Regions from separate parts of the Arachis hypogaea genome. Here region 1 is linked to region 2. Evidence: chromatin contacts called from public Hi-C data. All regions are on one chromosome and are shown on one strand. The core of a region is the stretch at or near the end of the contact, and the rest is flanking DNA. Distances in the headings are between cores, read along the strand shown. Region 1 has its middle 11 kb from the start of LOC140179463. Region 2 holds the start of LOC112748500 (UPF0481 protein At3g47200-like).

Evidence for each region. Hi-C and Micro-C count contacts between places; a contact is called where the count stands out from the background.
Region 1: a Hi-C map of an unstated tissue shows a contact between it and region 2, with 2.3 times the contacts expected there. The contact joins the enhancer-like site here to the promoter of LOC112748500 in region 2. A contact is called at or near these places in 3 of 8 Hi-C or Micro-C datasets (leaf and an unstated tissue).

The regions. Positions count from the first base shown.
Region 1 is chr15:7,777,589-7,784,574 of arahy.Tifrunner.gnm2.J5K5, forward strand. No RefSeq gene overlaps it. Among protein-coding and RNA genes, the nearest start is that of LOC140179463, 11 kb to the left of the region's middle. Within about 2 kb of position 4,618, at least 3 of the 3 cell types and tissues checked have open chromatin away from gene starts, as enhancers often do.
Region 2 is chr15:7,730,220-7,737,527 of arahy.Tifrunner.gnm2.J5K5, forward strand. LOC112748500 (UPF0481 protein At3g47200-like) reads right to left here and starts at 1,837. Exons shown (of 1, transcript XM_025796736.3): 1 at 1-1,837. The coding sequence starts at 1,582. The coding sequence ends at 17.

The sequences.
Region 1 (6,986 bases), core at 3,368-5,867, 50 kb after region 2:
CATATAATATATGTATCACCTTTATTCCTTTTTCTTGAGACTTTTTTGAAAATAATGATAATATATCATCCAAACCAGCACACAAGACAAACAGCGAAGCTTCAAGCTCCAGCTTACCAGCTTCAATCTTTGCCTAATCTAATACCTCGTTTATAAGTGACAGCAAAGCTTTTTCACTTCCCTGCGCCATTCTAACATACTCCATTTAGTATTTACAAGCTAAAACACAAACACAATACCAAATTGAGAAATTAATGTACCTTTCCTTTCCTTTCTTCGGTTTTCTTTCTTTCGATTTTCTCGAAATTAATGTCTGAAACCAATCGCATGAACCCATTCTTGATGTATGATAACTTGTCTCAGATTAACATACTCCTGGGAGTATTTTTATAAATACAAGTCATTAGCATATTCATGTGTATTGTTTGTATTCAGGTTCAGGTCCAACATATTATATGAAAAAATTTTACAGCTCTCAAGACATGAAAAAAATATGCATAAAAACATAACAGATGCTGAATTTTATCAGCACACTTTAAGATTAGAATAGCATAAATCACAATTTCTTGTAATAACAGAAGCAAAATAACAAACACATAGAGTGCAATAAGTGCATTATTACTAAATGTTTGTAATAAGAAACTGTTCACCCTTCCAGTCTAGTCTCTTGGAATGGAGAATTTATAATAATCTATTAGTTCTTGAAAATGATGATTTCAAGTACAAAATGATATTATAAATAGCACATACTTTGCCATCATTAACAAAAATGCTAGAAGCATATAAAAAAAGTAATAGAAACAATAATAGCAACTACCTGACTATGGAATAACTTAAATAGATGGAAAAGGGTAGCAGTCATATACCTTTGACTTGCTGACATCTGCGATAACAATACTGGGAATGCCAATAGGGACTGAATCAAATTTTGCTCCAGGAGAAAGAGTTTCACATAGAATAAATCCAGCTGCACTAAGAGACTTCGCTATTTTTGAAACTTTTTTTATTGATGGAGAACCAACTACAAAGTTGAAAGAATAACCACAAAGAAGAATGTTCCCCTTTATCAAGTTCTTGTTTAGAAGTTAAGGTCTCTGGCAATCTGTGGGATTGTATTTCATAACTGAGGAGTCTAGCACAACATCATTCGCAGTAAAACACTTAAGCTAGTAAAGTGATTTTTACATTTTTCCAACTATTATACAAAAATACACTGTAACCTATTCCAATCCTTAGTCCCAAAGAGATCTTTACCTACCCTATAAACAGAGTTATGTGATATAATCAATAAAAAGTAGTAGTGGGAAGTTGGAAAAATTATGTGATAGACCAATAAACAGAGCAATGTTTATATAATCAATAAAAATAAGTCTCCTTCTAATAGTTATAACCCAATAACGTAGTGGGAAGTTGAAAAACTTACGTGATAGACCAATTCTAGCCAAGAGACCCTCACTCTTCATAAATCCCACAATCTTATAGTAAATTCTTGCATTGCTCTCTGCAAATCAAGTTCTCAATCGGTTCAATTAATCAGAAAAAGAAAAGAAGATGTTGAATTTAATTATGTGGCACACCTTGAAAGATTCATTGTCTGTTTTGAAGCTTATTCCTGAAAACTTCAGCCACACAGGAAATCCTCTTTATACAATAAAAAAATGATAAATAAAATTAAATTAAAAATTATAAAAGTAGTAATGGAAAATGGAAGATACCCGAAGTTCCATTCAACACAGACATAAGGACCAATGCGAAGTTGAGTGTAAAGACTAGCTTTTCGTATTATCTTCATGAATCTCACCAGATCATATCTCCCTTCAAAATTGTACTAAGTATCCTTCTCAACCTCATCCATTAGCCTCATACTCCCGCACCAAAGAATCAAAGCCCTAACACCTTACTGCAAAATTAAAACTTGACATGACTAGTTGATTTTCACAATATCACAGGGCATAATTGTAAATTTAGCAAAAAATGAAAAAAAAAAATAAAGAGCACTTACCATGAGCAAGTGAGAAGAGTGAGCCAGCACTGCCTCCACGATTCCATTTGAGCTGCATTCGCATCGAGACAGTTGCAATGGTTCTCTCTTCATAAACGTGTGGTAAAATTCCACCACCTCTGGCACCCTCGTCAACAACAACAACAACAACGCAGAAGATCAATCAAAGTAAAAATACACAATAATATAAAAAAAAAAACAAGCATTCTCTGTTTCTTTCTACTAGATCATGAACTAGATCTAAAATTATGAAGAGGAAGGAAAAATCAAAAGAAGATGAAGGCGGAACAAAATTACAGAGGCTCGCTAAAGGCAGCAACAGCAGCATTGCTTACAGTGGCGAGGTTATAAATAAAGGCGGCAAGGGAATGAGGGACGGTGACTAACCTTCAGATCGAAGCCAGAACCTCACTGAAGGTAGCAATACGATGTTGCTTAATATGGTGAGAAGATTAGTAAGGACGAGAAGATGAACAATGGCAATGAAATAAGCGGCAGCAACAAACCTTCAGATTGAGGCCAGAACGAGAACCAAATTGAAAACTCGTTGAAGGCAACAACAATGACGTTTCTTGCAGCGTCAAGGATATGAGTTGCAACGAGTGGATGAATGGCAGCGAGGAGATGAATGACAGTGGCAGGGATTAGGGTTCGTCATTCACTTTTTATCGAGAAACCACACTAATCACTCGGTCTCTCATATATTCACACAATACATCATGCGAGTTAAAAAGAAAAGAAAAATGATAGTGGCGGTTTTAAATTGCCACAATCAACTAAAACCGCCACAAAATTACAAACATTCTGGCACAAGCTAAAACCGCCAAAATTAACGAAAAAAATGGCTGTTCTATAAAACCGCCATAAAATTAATGCCATTTTAATCTAATTTTTTTGTAGTGTATGATGCATAATGAGGAGTTAGTTAAAATTTTTCTTACTGTCCCGAGCTTTATCCTCTTCTTTATACTGAGGCTTTTTTGCTTTCCGAGCTTGTCGAAGTTCCTCGATATCCATCTGACTTTTTGCCTTTTCACGGAACTCGGCAAGGGACTTTGGTTTGACAACTGCAATTGCTTCTTGAAATTTGCCTAGTCGGAGTCCACTTTTTGATGGCGTGCAGATGCACCTCGGGGTGGAGATCTAGTATGCTCATGGCCACCTTTGTAAAACGAGTAATGTAGTCCTTCAGACTTTCATTCTGACCTTGTTTGATTGTGTTCAGGTAGTCGGAGTCGTGCAGGTAGATAGCAGAGGAAACAAAGTGATCCTCAAAAAGCTTCGCTTTTTCCTTAAAACGAGAAATAGAATCTGCAGGTAAAGAACAAAACCAATCAAGTGCAGGACCGTCTAAAAAGGAAGGAAAACAACGGCATAAAACATGGTCAGAGGCACCGTTTACTATCATTATAGATCTGAACTTTTTGAGGTGATTTTTCGGATCTCCTAACCCATCATAAGGGGTTAAGGTTGTTGGCAAAGTGAATCTCCTAGGCATTTGGAAATTCATAATGTCGGTCGTGAATGGCCCTATAGAGTTGTCGGGCTCAATGTCTTCATTCTCTGGTGGAGCTTCTTCGTTCCGGGAAGGCCGAGCTTCTTCATTCTGAGAAATCTTGGAGACGTGTGATGGATCAGATTCGTGTTCTGCCTCCTCCGTTCGTTCATTATGATCACCATTGTTTTTAATCCGAGCATTAGTTAACTCGGCGATTTGGTTCGTCATCCTTTGATTTTCCTCCGCCATACGTTGATTTGCTTGTTGCAGCTCAGTTACCATTCGAAGAAGTTCGGAAGGCATTGGTGGAGGCAAATCAGCCATGGATGTTGAAGTATTGAGGCCGAGAAAAGGATAAAGGATTTATGTCTTCGGCTCCATGGTGGGCGCCAATTGTTCTTATGTGGATGAACTTGGATGTAACTCGATCCCTTGCAGTCTAATGCCGAGCTGTTACCCTTCGCACCGAGCTTTATGCTTGGAGGTCCGAGCTTTCCGTCTAGAAATGTTTCACGTTGCAGTGAGAACAAAAGAGGGGAAGTGTACCTGCAAAAGACACTCCAATGTTTAAGTTAGTATTGTCAATTTCTTGTGTCTTTCGAAAATACCTTACCAGAGGTATCTAACGTTTCATTGCTGATAATTATTCATGTTGAAAGTCAATTATGTTGTATTCGGCCGTTATGATGTTCAGCCAAACGTTTTTCTCTGAGCTGTACCGTTTGGACGAGTTATGACTCATTAAGCCGAGCTATAATGTACGATACCGAGTTATATCTTCGAATTTGTAACAGCCATATCAAGTAATTTTATGACATAGTATTAATGATCTATGTTTCGAAAGATCTATAATTTAATCGTTGATAAACTCCAAAGGTAAATAAAAAAAATCTAAGCTTAAACTTTTTGGACGAATCATGGGAGTATTCTCATCAAATGGGCAACGTAACATTCTCATACCCATCAATTTTCACCACCTTACGGCTCTTCTGCATTTAAACCAACATTAGTTAATGTTAATCACGTAACTAGAGATTCAATCAAAGCTTAGTTATGATTACAGACCCTGATAGGACCACATTGGGCCCTAAGGCCTTTGTATGGGTAGTAATCCTCTGTGGATGCCACCATTTTGGATGATGAAAGTTCAGGCTTTGTCTATAACCATAAGGCCTTCATTGCAACCATTGTGAGATCTGTCGCAATCCACAAGTTCTAGCTTTGATAGAGAAACAGGCTCACTGGTGACGACTTTCCTCATTGCTTTTACTGTTGCCATTGCTAAGAAAATACAACTTCCTGTTTGAAAACCCATAAAAGGCCCAAAGAAGCTTACGGCCCAACACCCGTGTAATAAAATAAATAGTAAAATATTATTTTAATCAACATATATGTTGTATACAAAAATTTATTAGCCAACAATCTTTTCATGATGGCCATCATTAGTACATGTATAGTAAAAGAGTAATACTAAGTGATCAATAAAATTTGCTATTTTTCTAGTACTAAATTATAAATTATAGACTCTAAAATATAATCCTAATAGCATAAAAGTGTCTATATCATGACCTAAAATGACTAAGGCCAAGGCATAAAAGTGGACTTATAACCCCGGGTGGAATAGAATTAGGAGTGTTTGAAAATTTCGATTCGATACATACCAAATTCATCATATCATATCCACTATTTGCATTTTTTATGTTCAAATCTGATTCATACATTTGTATAATAAAAAGTTAATAAAACTTATTTTTTACTCTAAAAAAACTTTTATTCATTATTTTAACCCTCTTTACTCCTAAAATATTAGTAAACCAATTTTTTTAAATAACAAAAATAAAATAATATAACATATATATGAATAATAATTATTAATAAAAATAAAATATATATTATTTATTTATTTATTATCTGATACAGATGTGCGGATCAGATATCCAAATACATATATGATATATGCGATCCAATTTTATTAAAGTACAGATAAATACCACAAATTTTTTATATGATCCGATTCATAAACACTTCTAGTTAGGACCAAAGTCACATAATTGAGAATAAACGTTCCAAAGGCGCGCAGGTCAACCAACTTAACTAGCCAAGAGCTAGGATGCTAGATCCGACTTGACTTGGGGAGCAATCAACAGCTCTTTCCATTATTTCGATTATCACCCTTAGAGGAATAAACACCTCAACGTAAGTTGACTTTCACACAATATAGAGAATAACCATTCACTATCTTAAGAGAAGATTACATCTACTAATGACTAGTTATCATTTTACTTTATAAACATCCGAATAGTTCACATATTTCTCATTCTATTCAACTTATTTTGTTTTAACTCTGGTTAATTTAAGTATTAGAATCTCTTTCAAATACCTCTCACCTGCCATTTCGAAATCAATGAGAAACCATCTCAGAACAATTCGTTTCAGGTACACCTCAAAACAACAAGTAAGATGTTGATCTAAAATGTTGGTTAATATTAATAAAAATGTTGGCCCTAATATTTTTCATAGTTAAAACATTATTAATTAAACAATATTTTTGTGTGAATATTTTAATAGTATAATTTTAAAGATAAGACAAAAGCTAATAAACTTTAAGGCTAGTTTGTAGGTGTGGTTTTGAGCATGATGCTCATCAATGAATTTCAAGTTATCCTTGAAAATTTTAAATCTTTCATCTTTTCCTCCCAACCTATTATGTGTTTTTCGGTGCTTGATCAGCCACTCCTCGTAGATAGCCATGGCTTGGTCATCACTTCGCCAATGCAATTGGTCAAAAGCCAAAGAGAGAGTGAACAAAAGGAAAAACATGGTGGATGTCACTATTACATCAGCCATATCAAGAGGAAAGATTGATAACTAGCTAGTTAAGCATTGCGAGGATTTGGAGCTAGCTCAGGGAGAAGAGAAGGTTGGGATTACTTGGAAAATCAGGTAGAGCTGAACAATAGTTTTCTTGATGAAAAACAGTTAGAATTGTATTTTATTGGGATGAAAATTGCTTGCATATCATAAGGTTAAGTTGACCGGCTACTCAAAACACACATCAATAAATCACTTTTAGTGGCTTAGGTGAAATTTACATTTATTTTGGCTTTACTAATATATTTTTTTTGAATCAAAATAAGCTCAACACACTAATGTGGAGCAACAAAAGAAACAACAAGAACTTCGTAAAAACATAAAATTCCTATAGCTTCTGGCAACGCCATCAACCATCAAAAGATTCACTCTCAGTCCATTCGTTGTAGCTCAGCAATGTCTTTCTTATTACGAAGTCCACACCTGTTTCCTGATTCTGAAAAATCCTAGCATTACGTTCCACCCAAATGTTCCAAATAACTGCAAAGAACCCCGGCAACCATTTCTTCTGCTCTTGTTTCCGCTTATGCCTACCAGTTCACCTCTCAAACAGTTCTATTACGGTTCCAGGCATAGACCATACCTCCCCAAAAGATCTCAACCACCTGCACCACA
Region 2 (7,308 bases), core at 587-3,086:
GACCCTGCAATGACACTTACTGTGGTGGTCTGTAATATCCATATATAGTATAATATGTTTGTGCAAAGGTGAGCAGCAACAATACAACAGCAGCAACCAAAGAAATAATGGCCCAGGGATTGCTGAAATAATTGTGTCTCAAGCTTGCACACCAAGTGTTCCATCTGTGGTTGTAATACCTATTCACATCCTCTGACAATGGTGAAAGGTAACTGTTATTGATGTCAAATACTACCTCTTGGCATAAGCGATTAAACAGGTCGGCTACTTCAGCATCACTTCCAAGCCAGTGCTCAATTATCCCACAGTAATGAAGGTACCCTACGTCCCCCGGAGAGTTGATCAAGTTGTCCATGAAGATCACATAAGAAGTAATGTCATTGCTACAATCTAGATGGCACTGCTCAAAAGCAATGAGGTTGAGGAACAAAGACTTTGTGCCATCGTGGATCAAGAGCCGTGGCATTCTCAGAATACCATCCTTGAATTTGATGTCCCAGAAGCGGTCGGTCTTCCTCTTCTTGAATGTGATTCCAGCCTCCTTAAGCTCTGTGACACAATGTATCAGTTGCTGGCGCCGTTTGTCAGCAACTCTATTATTAGACCTGCGTTTGATCCAAATTCTTGGTGCTGGTTGAGGCCCTGTGCGCAAGAGACTTCTCCTGAACACATCAAGGCAGTGAAGACCACCTTGATCAGATAAAGGATCAAAGGTATCAGTGCTTCTAAGCGACGATTCCAATTTGTTTCTGTCACTTTTTGTTAATGGCTCATCTGTTGGCATCAAAGGGTCAAAGAATCTGAGTGCTAGATTGGCAACAAGTCCTTTCAGGTCAGGGTTACCTAGTTGAATTCCTACAAGGCGGTCTAGCACAAACAAGGGAAGCTGATTTTCTAGCATGATCATGTCTCTCTGAATGGAATGCATCGATCCACGCATTGCGAAAACCGGATCGTTCCTAGAATAGCCGAGTTGTGTGAACCCTTCAGTAGCTCCTCTAAATAGCTCAAGGACAAAACAACCATCAAGAACCAACATCTCCACAAACTCATTGCTGCTCAAACTGATTGGCCCTTCATAGCAGGCGCGCGCTTTCTCTTCTATCTCTTTCATTGAATCAAGATAAAGCCTAATGTCCTGCTTGGTACGCTTAAGGACACGATTAAGGGAACGCCATTTGTGCCGGTCCATTTGGCGAAGGCGCCTTTTGCCATGGTGGTAAGGTCCTAATGACACAATTTGTGGTGCAAAAGCTTTGTCATCGCCACCATCTCTTATGTAGTGAGGGATTTTGTATATTGATAGTTTGGCCCATGAACTCGCTGCATCGTCTTGATTAGCCTGTTCTAGTTTTTCATTCATGGAGATCACCCATTCAGACTCTGCTGACTTCTCTTCATCTTCATTGATGGCAATCTGCAATGGTTCTGCAGCCTCCTGCTGAAGCTTGTGCTGCTCTGGAAACTCAGTTGATCCGGTACCTTCATTAGGAGAAGCTGGAATTCCAGATTCTAAGGTTTCTTTGAGCTTCAGGGTGATTAGGTACCAGCTCAAGAGATCTTTGTTGAACACAGCTACCATTTTCTTTTTAATAGTGAATTTCAATGCTTCCTTTACTTTGTGATGATTGGATGAACACTCAGTTGTGAATCATAAAAATGAAGGCATTTCAAATCAAACTATGGTGTGAAAGGAGATAAACCAAACATTTCTTTTTTTTTTTTTTTTTCTTTCTTAACAAGTTAACATGATTTATGTAATTGACCTGAACTGATTGTGCAGCTCATATGGGACCCCTTTCAACCCAAATAAATAGCAGTAGTTAATGTTATTTAATTAGTATTTATAGAATTATTTAATATATCTAAATATTTATTATAAGATATTACATTTTTATTATTTCGATTTAACTATAAATATCCTCGTATATTGTATCATCTTGTACAATTTGAATATACACAAACATTTTCTCTGTTATTTTCTTTTACCTTTCTAATAGTTAATTTTCTGATAACACTTAACTTTCAAGCATGATATAGTTCCAAGTTTATTCCAATTATAATTCGTATTTCCTATCGTATAGCATACCAGAATGGATAAAATTAAAGTTGCTTCGACATGTTCAAAATGGTCAGAAATCGTATGCACGTGATGACCAATTGTTATTATATTTAAATATTTAATATAAAAAGAACACAAGTGTGGTATGGATTAAGTAAAGGGAGGAAGAGGCAAACGGAAACGTTAACATTTGATGGTGGGAGAAACGTGAAAGAAATTCATAGTCATTGGATATTTAGGCTTAGCTTCATTAATCATGACTTGTAGCGTGACTTAACTATTCATTTAAACATAAAAAAAAATGGGAGAAAAATAATAAAATATGCATATGATTTTTGTGTATAGGGTTAAATCTTTTAACTCCAAAAGTTAAATGAATCTCTTTTTTCAGACATGAGTTCCTACCTCGTGCTTCAAGTGCAGCTAGCAGACATGGACCCCCCATCGATGCTCTTTAGTCTTTACAGCTAAAACTTGATTTCAAATTTAATTTGAGCACAATTATCCATGCCAAATATGAGCAATTAATCTGTACTCCCAGTATTAGATGTGTTTCTTTTTTTTATTATTTGGTAAACGTCTTGTATTTTATTACTATATAATAAGGATTTTTCGCTTTAATAAGCATATATTCAGTTGAGATGTCAAACATGTGCGACTGTATTTTATTAAAGCAATTAAAATATTCATGTTAGGCTCATCAAAATGTTAAGAACATCTATAATCTATTCACGCTAACATTGGCAGATGAAAATTAAATGTGTGTAGAAGGGACATGAAATAATAAAGTAGTTGGTGTGCTTGTTATCATCTATCACTAGAAACTAATCATGGGCCACCTAAAGTTTAAATGATGAAATTTTTTTTGGGTAAAGTATATTTTTGTTTCTAAAGTTTGACAAAAATTTTAAAAATACCCTTAAGTTTTATTTTGTTTTAATTTTGTCTCAAAAGTTTTTGATTTGCATCAAATATACCCTTAACGACTAAATTTTCAAAAAAATTAAGACCAATGTAACAATAATGCATGAAAACTATGCTTAATTTGTTTGTGTTAAGGGTTGTTCTTATAAAATTGTTGTTGAATTGGTCTTAAATTTTTTGAAAAATTAGCCGTCCGAAGTATATTTGATACAAATCGAAAATTTTTAAGACAACATTAAAACAAAATAAAATTTAGGGATATTTTTAAAATTTTTATCAAATTTTAGGGACAAAAAATATATTTTACCCAATTTTTTTTATGCTCCGAAAATAAAACGTGTTGTTTCAAGACATGAGTGGAAACTGTGGAATGCTCTGATTAGAATGATGAGGTGAATTGATAATAGGAGCGTCGATGATGATTGGATATATATGAGGCCATCATTGCAATTCCACACTTGGCAGTGAAGGTGCTTTGCAAGTTGCGTTGTATCTTTGATGTAGCCACATCTTCACCCCAATCACTTTCCCATGAGTTCCTCACCAACCAATTCTCCACATCATTCTCACTACCTCCCATATCCAACTTCCAACAAACCATGGTCTATGCTTGCTCCACTACTCCCTGATCAAGAAATCACATATATCACAATTTTATTATATGGTTATGCATGTAAGATTCATAAGCCATGCACTAATAGTTGATAAAGCTAATGCAATAGTAATATGTATATCATTTTTGTAATGATTAAACATACTCACCGGCAAATGAGCTATCCTTTCTCTAACATATTTGTTAAAAATACAATTATTTATATTGTTTCTTTTTATTAAATTAAATTTTTAAAATGAGTAATGTTCTTGTGTGAATGAACTTAGATGTAACTCGATCTTTTGTAGTCGATGTCGAACTGTTACCCTTTGCACCGAGCTTTATGCTTGGAGGTCCAAGCTTTCTGTCTGAAAATGTTTCACGTTATGGGAAGAACAAAAGAGGAGAAGTATACTTGCAAAAGGTACTCCAATACTTAAGTTAGTATTGTGAATTTCTTGTATCTTTCGAAAATACCTTACCTTCTTTATGTAGGGAGAGGTATCTAACGGTTTCATTGGTCATGATTATTCGTGTTGAAAGGCAATTATGTTGTATTCGGCTGTTATGATGCTCGGCCAGATGTTTTGTTCTGAGCTGTACCGTTTGGACAAGTTATGACTCATTAAGTCGAGCTATAACGTACGATGTCGAGTTATATCTTCGGAATTTTGTAACAGCCATATCACAGCCCCCCAAGCTTAGCCTGGGGATATTTTTAATGAAGCAGGTTGAACTTTTGATGAGCTATAACTCGGCGAGTGGGATAGTTATGGAGCTCCCATTTCAACATATTTTATTAAAAATAATATGAAATAATAGTTTGAAAAAAGTGACAGTTTTAAATGAAGAGAGAGAAAGATATTGATGACATTAAAAGAGATTTTTATTTTCAATACCATCTGAACCGTTGATTTGATTGATGGAACAGTTTTGATAGAACTCAACCGTTCATGACTTCGTTTAATTAACTGCTTTGTAATCCAAATGGTTTTCTCCAAATCATAATTTCACTTGGGTTAAGAGTTGCTTGAGAAGGTTGCTGAGAAAGAAATGAGTAAAAGAGGTACGTGTTTGTTTTCTGCTTTCTGTGTGCTCTTCCTTCTTCATCTTTTGAATTTTTGTTTTTGAATATAGGTTTTGAGAAAGAGAGAGAAAAAGAAAATAGTGGACTGGTCATATGATTAGATTAGTGAAGATGTCAATATGCGGACTTCTTTGTTTATTGATGCTGAAGCTGTGAAAGAAATAGATTTGAAGAAGATAGTTAATGTAAGAATCCAGTTTTCGGTAAACAAGCTTTTCTGGCTATTTTAAAATTTATTTTGCAAAATTCCGAATCATGGCCCAAAAAAAAATAGTGAGGTTGGCCCAATGGTAAAATAAATAAATAAATAAATAAATAAAAACAAAAAAAAAGAAAAAATGAAAAATTAAATAGAAAAATGCCATTAATATGGTCAAAATTGATTTTACGAGGGTAATTAATCTCCCTAAGTCAAGTTTGACTAGTAAATAATAAATATTATCTTACCATTGGTTTATTTTCTTCACTAGAGACTTTTTGAGCCAGAAATTCACTTTTAGTAACGATTTTGCGTGCGTCGAGAAAAACTCTAGTAACCGAAAATCTCGGAATCAGTGGTCAAAATAATTTCTACCCAACTAAATGTATCTCAAGATTTATATTAGCCATCCATTCATGATTTACTCCTTTAAGGATAAATATTAGCCATTAATTATTTTACCACACGGTAAAATTTACTTCGAACCGAATTTCTGACTAGTATTTCGCAAACGACTTCTAGAAATCCAAAATCTTCTTACTTGCCACCCAAGTAACTTGTCTCTCCTTCTCAGCCTTTAACCCCTCTCTGCTGTGTTTTTAACCTCGAGTAACTAACTGCAGTTAACTGTGGATAAGCTCGACACGCAAGCGCTGACTAAGCTTCCTCGTTTGCATGCCCCTTCTTCATTAAATTCCAGCCATTGACCACGAAAATTCCAACCCCTTTTACCATCATGAATTCAGCAAGACTTTGATTTTTTATTTAAGGAAGCATTTGCCTCAAAATTCACAAAACACTTTACACATTTTTACACTCTTTTGACCGAATTCTTGAGAGAGAAAGAGAGAAAATTCTTGCATCTATTCTCTACGTCCCAGCCCATATTTCAACTCTTCTTCCATTGTTTTTCATGTGTTTTTCACGAACTCAAACCATACAAGCACAAACTCTTGTCCGTTTTTGCTATTTCTTGCATTTATACCGAAATTTCGGCTAGATAAACTCTTGTTCTTTCTCCTTTCCTTTTCTATTTTTAAAACAGTGGCCATGATAAATTTTTAATTTTCTCCATGTATAGAGAACTCCTCTTGAAGCACCCATGGAGTACGCCTAAGGCGTTGAGGAGTTTCGAGCTCACAGTATTTTTGTATTTAATATAATCAAAAGATGTCCTATTTTAAAAAACATGTTTGTATTTAAAAAAGATTTTAATTTAGATTTTAAAGCATCATTATTCACCTTACTTGTTTCTAATGAAAATAGTGTATTAATATGCTAGTGTCGTCATATCCACATGCACAAAACTAAGTTAATAATATATAATAAAGGTCCACATATAGTAAAAGTAAAACGGATGGGGACTGTTATGTCTGACATAAAAAAACGTTGGGGATTAATCTATGTATTAATTTTTCTTTGGGATTAAAATGTCTACTTTTAAAATTTTTGGAGACTGATACGGGTAATTACTCTGCCGAAAAATGAACTAGAGACTGATCTGTCTACCGGAATAAAATTTTAGGAATTGATCTATGTATTAATTTTTCTTAAAGATTAAAATATCCGTTTTTAAAATCCTTGAAGACTGATTTGGATAATTACTCTAAAATAATTAAACCGAATATTAACGTTGAACAATACACTTAATGTACATGTCTTGAGTATTTAATATTTAATGAAGAAAGAGAATCTAATATGAATAGAACATATAAATCATTTCCATACAGTTGTCTTTATATAAAATTAATAGTTAAGAATTAAGATTGACCTCTAACAATAATGATTCAAGATCTGGTTCTTTGTCATTGATGTGGATTATTTTAGCAGCAGCATTATTATTGTTAATTGGGAGCATGATAGAAGTCTCTCTGTTTTCCCTAGCGATTTTCATAATAGTTACAATTTATTAAGGATGATGTGATCATTCATATAATTTTCACATATATCATATTATAGAGAATTATCTTTATTTTGAATAGCAATGTTATAACTGGAAACAATAGAGGAGTCTGTCTTCATAACAGTGTGGTCTAGTCTTAAATGCCACAACTCTAAAGAAACTAAATATATACTAAAAATACAAGGTTGAATGAAATTGTTTAACTTAGAAATAAGAGAAACAACTACATTGTGAAATCTGTAGTCTGTAGATACCACCATCTCTAAATTCATGCAACAACACTTTATTAGTATGCATGTTAACATTTAACCAAGCAAATTCTTGTATGAAATTAAAAGTACACCTCATTATCTTCTGCAAATTTAGAAACAGAAATAAGATTCTTAGTTATTTTAGGTGAATGGATAAAATCTTGAATTGTAATAAAAGTATCTTTTGAAATCTATAGCATATAACATAGAATCGTCAATGGTAATAAATAAATCTAATCCATTTCTTATCTGCACTTGATTTGGTCTTATGTATTCTGAAGATTACAAGA